Regions from separate parts of the Mus musculus genome. Here region 1 is linked to region 2. Evidence: chromatin contacts called from public Hi-C data. All regions are on one chromosome and are shown on one strand. Each heading gives the region's core, a stretch centred on a gene start, on an enhancer-like site or on the middle of the called end of the contact. The rest is flanking DNA. Distances are from core to core; before and after follow the strand shown. Region 1 overlaps Opcml (opioid binding protein/cell adhesion molecule-like). Region 2 has its middle 120 kb from the start of Gm39314.

The links. A called contact is a pair of places that touch in the nucleus more often than the background predicts.
Region 1: a Hi-C map of the N1E-115 cell line shows a contact between it and region 2, with 4 times the contacts expected there. The contact joins two enhancer-like sites. A contact is called at or near these places in 2 of 484 Hi-C or Micro-C datasets (3T3-L1-derived adipocytes and the N1E-115 cell line).

What each region holds. Positions count from the first base shown.
Region 1 is chr9:28,195,885-28,199,360 of GRCm38.p6, forward strand. All of the region lies in intron 1 of Opcml (opioid binding protein/cell adhesion molecule-like), which reads left to right. Among named protein-coding and RNA genes, the nearest start is that of Gm39313, 200 kb to the right of the region's middle. Within about 2 kb of position 2,142, at least 12 of the 459 cell types and tissues checked have an H3K27ac peak or open chromatin away from gene starts, as enhancers often do. A contact at or near this core is called in the N1E-115 cell line, where this site is marked.
Region 2 is chr9:27,671,713-27,675,171 of GRCm38.p6, forward strand. No RefSeq gene overlaps it. Among named protein-coding and RNA genes, the nearest start is that of Gm39314, 120 kb to the right of the region's middle. Within about 2 kb of position 1,454, at least 2 of the 459 cell types and tissues checked have an H3K27ac peak or open chromatin away from gene starts, as enhancers often do. A contact at or near this core is called in the N1E-115 cell line, where this site is marked.

The sequences.
Region 1 (3,476 bases), core at 892-3,391, 520 kb after region 2:
CCAAATCCCTTGAACTCAAACTCCTTCAAAATGTAGCCACACCTTACATTTCCTGTTTAATTTCCAGGGCAGTCCGAGCCTATCCACCTCCCATCAGCGTTTGTTTTCTCTCTTTGCTTCTCACTAGCTCCACCTCGTATCTCTTCCACTCCTTTGAGCCTGTATGTCTGATTCAAAGAGCACCAGATTATGGGGAGGCCACTCCTCGTTCCCCCTCTGCCTCCTGAATGCCTGCCTAACCTACCAGGATGCTGGCTTACATCTAGTGTTAGAGGTTCCCAGGCTGCTACAGGTGTCTGGTGTTTCTCACAGCTTTCCCTACTGATCTAGAAAGTTGCTTCTTTCTAGATGGAATGTCTACCCCTGTGTGCCTTCGTGTACTTCTGATCTTCAGCAGACAGAGGCAGGGAAAGGAGAACTGAGGCCCTGCCAGCACTAAGAGCTCATCTGTGGAGAGCTTTGGCTTTGGTTGTAGAGCTTGGACATTTCAACAGACACTCTATTCTCATCCTGCCAGAACCATCCTCCTCTCTATGCACATCATTTCAAACCACTTACTCCATCTTTCCTCACAGGAGCCCCTTTTCCCAGCAAGAAAACTAAATGGGCTTTACTGCATACATTATTAATTTCCCTTACCTGTCTCTCACTCTCCTGTCTCAGACACTACATTCCTGAGCATCTGCAGATGCTAGAAATAAGCTTCTCAAGCTAAGTAGATTCTGAGGTCTTTTGAGTAAATACAGGTGAGGGACACACTGTCAGATGGATGTGTGGAGGGGGATATGCTACTTCTTGGTCAATATTGCTTTTTCCCCTCTCAGTGGAGGCTTGCAGCTGTTGCCTATGGCAACTCTCCAACTTGTTGGATTGCATTCTGCTCTCTTCTTGTGTGTCTAAGCAACTTACTCTTCATGTGTTTTGCTAACTAAAACAAAGGAAACTACTTTTGGTGTTTCTGTTTGCAAAGGCCATGTGTGGGAGAAGGATACCCAATTAGAAGAAAAGCCATGCCTTAGCAATCCTGGGCATGGACACACTGTACCCACTGCGGCATTGGTGTCGCCCAGCCTCAGCCCAGTCTGCACTTGAGAAATTTCATCCTGTACTCTAAATTATCACAGACTTCTACAGAGCATTGCAGGTGGAGGTGCTTTCTGAAATGTTATAAATATTCATGGTTGATTATTGGTCAGCCATATGGAACATCTGATGGGATGGGGACAGGTTTAGCTGGTGTTGCTATCAGAGGGGATCCTGACTCAAAAGCAGGGCTCCATCTGTAATAACAGTTTAAAGAAATAAGTGACAAGCTGTGGAGGAAAGGAAGGAGCAGCTCCTGTGCCTGCCCTTGCACAGAGAAATGACATCACTAAAGGGGAACAGGACACAATGGAAGCCAGCTTGTTCTGGTCAAGTCTTGGCAGTTATTCAGCTAACCACACGGTAATCAGGACGCCATTCTGCCTGTCTCCCAGGCTTCTGTAATAAGTGGGGGTAAATAGCACTTCAGGTGTTATTTATTGTTAGGAATTATGTTGTGAAGGTCACAAGAAACAATATAGACATGCAAGCATCACCAAATGGGAGTTCAGCATGACGTTAATTAACCTGAATTGAGTATCAGACACAGTAAGGTAGATGGACACATAAGAAAAAATGCCAGTCAGATTCTTTCTTTCAGAGATTTCCTTTTAGTGACTACATCTGTAAATTTGGATAAAATGCCCAGTAGAAAAACAGTCAGGATGAAGAGAAGAAGAATCTGGGAAGCGGGGAAAAATGCTCAAGAAAATACCAGCAGAGGGAAGTGACAATAATTACACATAAACCAGAGTGCCAAAGGACCTTGCTGGTCTTCTCTATGGAGCCTGGCTCTCAGGGCTCTGCTTTCTCCTGCAGCCCAAGGGTGCTGGGTTGAGAGAAAAGACAGCCACCTGGTGGTTGCCGCAGGGTACTATTTCAGCTCACTTGGGTATGGCTAGGTGAGGATTGCACAGGACTTTGTAGAACAGCAAAGAAGGCAGAGAACAGGGAGGAAGCACATCCTGATGCAAGTGTCACAGCTGGAAGCGAAGGCCCAGAGCCAGCCTCCCAAGTCATCTGTGGTCTCTGGCCCCCATCCTCCTCCTGCCTTCAGTGCTCCAAAGGACAAGAACAGAGGTTGAAGACACCCCATCCGTTGGGAAACCCCTCTGCAGCACTTGAAAAGATGTTGTAGTTCAGATGGGGGAGGGGGCATCTCAGTCCTGGGAATCTCCAGGCTTTGGAATGAAAACCTGAGTGTTCCTGAAGAACGCTCAAGTTATTTTCCTTTTCATGCATTGCATTTTGCAACACTTAAGGCACTCCACTCTCCTTGGTTGAGCCTGCCAGTGGGGAAGGCAAGCAGGCCCCGGTGCTAGCAGTGGGAGCTGGAGAGAGCGGTGGGATGAAAGGGCCGAGGGAACCTTATTAATAGTTAAGTGGACAAGACTGATAATGGCATATCTTTTTATTGGCCCCACAGATAAGTTATAATACACAAGCTTGCAGGCAGCTCCTGTGATTTGCATTGATACAATTCAGGCTGAGGTTTTCATTATACAGCAGGGATGAATCTGGGGCCTGTGTTATCAAAGGCAGTGAAAGGAGCTGGCGAACTATCTCACATTCTGTGTGTGCCTATTCATTAATGGTTAGTAAGGTGCTTTGTCCCAGGTGGTATTGGGTGTTTCACAGTGAACCATTAACAATTTGAACAGCTTCATACATATGCCTTATTGATGTATAAAATCCTTGCAACCTAGGCTTTTCTTCTCTCTTTCTTACTCAATGAATTCTGCTTTGCTGGAGTTTGTTGTAAAACCAAGTGGCACTCTCTTTGAGGACAGGGACCTTGCAGATGGACCAGGACCGGTGACACAAAGCCTCGGGAAGCTGACAAAGGGATGGTAGGTCTTTAAAAAGTCACATGTAAGCAGAAGTTGACTTTTGTTTTGTTCTACTTTTCATTAGCCTACAGGGTAATAGACATCATAATGGGAATTTTTTGAATAAAGTGAACTTAAGTAGATTTTCCTTCCCTGTCATCTTTCATTATGCCCTGCCCCTTGGTCCCCCTTTGTAAGCACCCCCAAAGTTTCCTTCCTGTTTTCATGTCACCTATGTTTTTTTTTTAACTCTCCCCCAATTCCAGAAGGAGTTGTTATTTTGAGTCCAATGTTGGGAAGAGAAATGGGTTTGCTCCACAGTTGACCCTCATGGGGAAACAAGTGAGCCCCTATATGTCACAGGAGGCAGCAGATGATGACCCTGTTTCCACGGGTCATAGGAAGAAACTTTGAATACGTGCTCTGATCCCTGAAAGTCAAGAGGACCAGCAAAAGAGATTCTGAGGAGAGGGCTATGTGACACAGGAGGACAGAGGAGGGAGACAAACAGATATGGCCAGCAGCTGACAATAAGGACGCAGAGGATGAAAACAAAGCATCCAA
Region 2 (3,459 bases), core at 204-2,703:
CTCAAGTCTGGCCTTTTTGCCAAGAATCCATGATTAAAGTCCATCTGAATGTTCAGACCAAAATATTTGCATTCTTTCTTAAGTCACTTCTAGAACATCTTTGGTTTCCTGCTTCTTCCCTTCCTCCCTCCCTTCCCTCCTTCTCCCTCCCTTCCTCCCTCCTTCCTTCTTTTCTCCCTTCCTTCCTTTTTCTTGCATAAATTCTTCTTACTTGCGTTTAGTTTACATGCCGTACCATAAATCCCCTGGAAAGCTTCCCCCAGTCTCTTCCAGCCTGGACCATGTGCCCTCTCCATGGTCTCATAGCTCCCACCTTGCTGTTTACTACAAGGTGGGGTGATCTCAGTAAGCAATCATGTGCATCAGAGACTCTGGATTTTTAGGATAAAGACTGTATTATACTGACTATTGTTTCACTCTCAATGTCTAGTTAGGTGTATCAAGCGTTTAATTATTAGATGGCTACAGGCAACACTTTATTGTTTCTCATGAGTTCTGTGTCGAGCACCTTGCTTTTGTATATATAGAGGTATAAATACTGCTTTGTCTAGTCCTCTGTGTGCTTGTATTCCCTCAGTGGCTGAGACAGTCATGTTCTCTTCACTCTGTGCAGGACTAAGCAAGTTTTTTGGGCCATAGCAGCAGCATCTACTGTGTGCCGGCTCTGGCTAGACAGTGAACAAATCAATACTACCTCAATGTTTCCATAGTACAGGCCCCTGTCATTGATTCGCTATGCTCTCAGGAAATATCCTTCTTGCGTATCAAACAAATGGCTCTGGAGTATCTGTAAGGGTGCAAGGCCCCTCCAGAACCAGCTTGGCACAATTCCAGCTCTGATTACCCCACTTAAGAGAGTTTTCAATAGATGATATTATGATATACTGTCATTCTTCCTTAATGATCGCTGGTTACATCTCAGGCTAGTTTAGGGTATGGGTTAAGAAGCTTATATGTAGCCCTAGATCAGCACCTATTCCCTTTAGAATGCCTAGCCCAAGCAGCGTCAGGTGGTGGACTTGAAGACCTTTGGGAAATTGTCATAGAGTGTACTTTGTCAGTGCTACTCCGATTAAGGCCAGAAATAATGTGGGACAGGGATCCCTCTTATTGCCAAGGGCCTGGTAACAGTTCTGGTGCATTAGAAGAGGCTGTGACACTTGGTTTACCATTCCCTGTCCCAGTGTGGATGCTTAGTTTGGGAAGACAAAGCAGATTGTTTGCATAGTCTTTTCAATCCTGCCAAATAGTGGTGATATGGAGGAGCATGTTGGGAGTCTCTTGGCAGAAGTTAGTCCTGTGTGGCTTCCCAAGATCTTAGTGGATAGCTCTGCAAACCAGGGGCTTTCCTTTTTGGACTGAGCCCAGAAGCAGATCCCACTTGCATACACTGTGAGCACCTAGAGGCTCACTAGTGCCACACATTCTCAGTAGGTCAAAAGTGACTGTGTAGTCGATAGTTTATCATGTCTTCTATTCTTGGGAGCAGCATCTCATAGCTGAATGCTACTTGCTCAAAGTTATCTCCTTGGCACTCTGAAACACTTCCTTGTGGTGTTTCATAGCCTGGCTGGGAAGCCACATCCTGCAAATCCATTTAGGGTAAGAAAAGCCTTTTAACTTAATTTTTTTCTTCAGCATTATTTATGTCTCTGGTCAAAGGGAGCTCTTTTGCCCTTGCAGTGTCTTCTAAATGATGTCAGGTGTTACAGATGTAGCCAGTGGCGTGATTCTCCAGTTGCAGGGTGCTTAATGCTTTGGAAATGATGTAAGGCTGAGAGCTGAGTGAGGTGCAGTGGTGGGGAAAGCTTATTTCCAGACTTCAGCATCCCCAACCCATCTGAATTAGGGAGACCTGTGAGTTATGGCAACAGAGTGGGCTTTAGAATGGATGGTTCCTTCAATTGCTAACGACAGACCTAGGAAGCCCCATTTACCAAAGTGCCCCCCAGTGGCTTCTTTCTTAGCAGGCACTAAATATATGTAAAGAGAAGCTCTTGGGTAATTTTCTCTCTTTTCTGACTTGGGTTAGCAAGGTAGCTCTGTGGGAGGCAGTGGAAGGCATGTGGTCCCCAAAGGCCAAGGGCTGAATTAAATGCCACTCCCCTATTATAATGCCTGAGGAAGGTTGTTCCCAGTTGGCCAGATGGTGGGGGCATAGAGAACAATTGTGCCCCAAGGGTAGATATGTTTACCCATCAGCCAGAAGAACAAACTTATAATGTTGGTTATTTGGCAGTAGGAGAATCAGGATGTGGGCTGATGAACTGAACATTAGTCTTTGCCTGTCCTCTCCATCTTTATCCCTTTCTCACAGCATCCTTTGCATCTGCCCCCTCCCTCCTTTGCTTACATGACTTGACTTACAGAATGGTGATGTCTAAAAAGAAAATGTAGATGCTGCCGAGAGGTCAAGGTTTAGACCATTTAGCAGGGGAGGCAGAGCTCCAGAGAGACCCCACCCAGCATGGGCATTTTCTGCTCCTTATCTCAGTGTCACTCTTCTATGTCCCCCAAAGGCCTTTGTACTCTGAATCCTTGAAATACAGATTTGTGACCGGGCTGTGCCCCTCAGGGCTGTTGTAGTAAATCTACTTCCTCCCATGCTCCCACCCAAGTACTTAAAAGGGGGATAACAAGAGCCCTTTTCTTTGTAGAATTTTTCTTCAGTAAAGGAGCTTAGTGTATTCTCCCTCAGGTAAGGTAGAAGGCAGTTGGCCATTTTATCATTTTCACAGGATCCTATTTATTTTCATCACGTGTTAAGCAGCTAGACAGGCATTATCAGGCATTGGGGACATTGGAGATGGACTCCTCTCTTATAATTGGCTTTGGGTCCCATTTTTTGGAAATACTAGGAAGGGAAGCGTCACAACTGCCCCCAAGATTGAAAAACCCCTATGAAAAAGTGGCAGCAGGAACAGAGCTTTGTTAAGGAAAGCTCCTGGTCAAAATAGAATCCGAGTTCTACCTCTGCTGCTGGGTGAAGAGGTAACACTTGGAACTTCTGAGGCATTGCTTACTATTGTCTTTTCTCTTAAGAGTTAATCCTGCTAGGGCTGAGTCATCTGGATGGAAGGACTCAGGAAAGCAGTCTGCTAAAGCAGGGGTTCTCACTCTGTGGGTCACAACCCCATGGGGGTGTGTGTGTGTGACCTATTAGATATTTATATTACAATTCATAACTGTAGCAAAATTAGAGTTATGAAGTAGCAATGAAATAATTTTATGGTTGAGGGTCACCATGGCATGAGGAACTGTATTAAGGGGTTGTAGCATTAGGATTGAGAACGACTGTCTTAAAGACACACAGAAGAGACACTAAGAACAGTTATCCCCTTAGTGAGATGATGTCTGTATAATTTCCAGAAGCCCTTCCTTGCCTCCCTGCTTTTCTGAGTCTGGGTTAAAAATGGTAAGTTTTGGAACTAGTTGCAGTGACACACAGCTTTAATATCA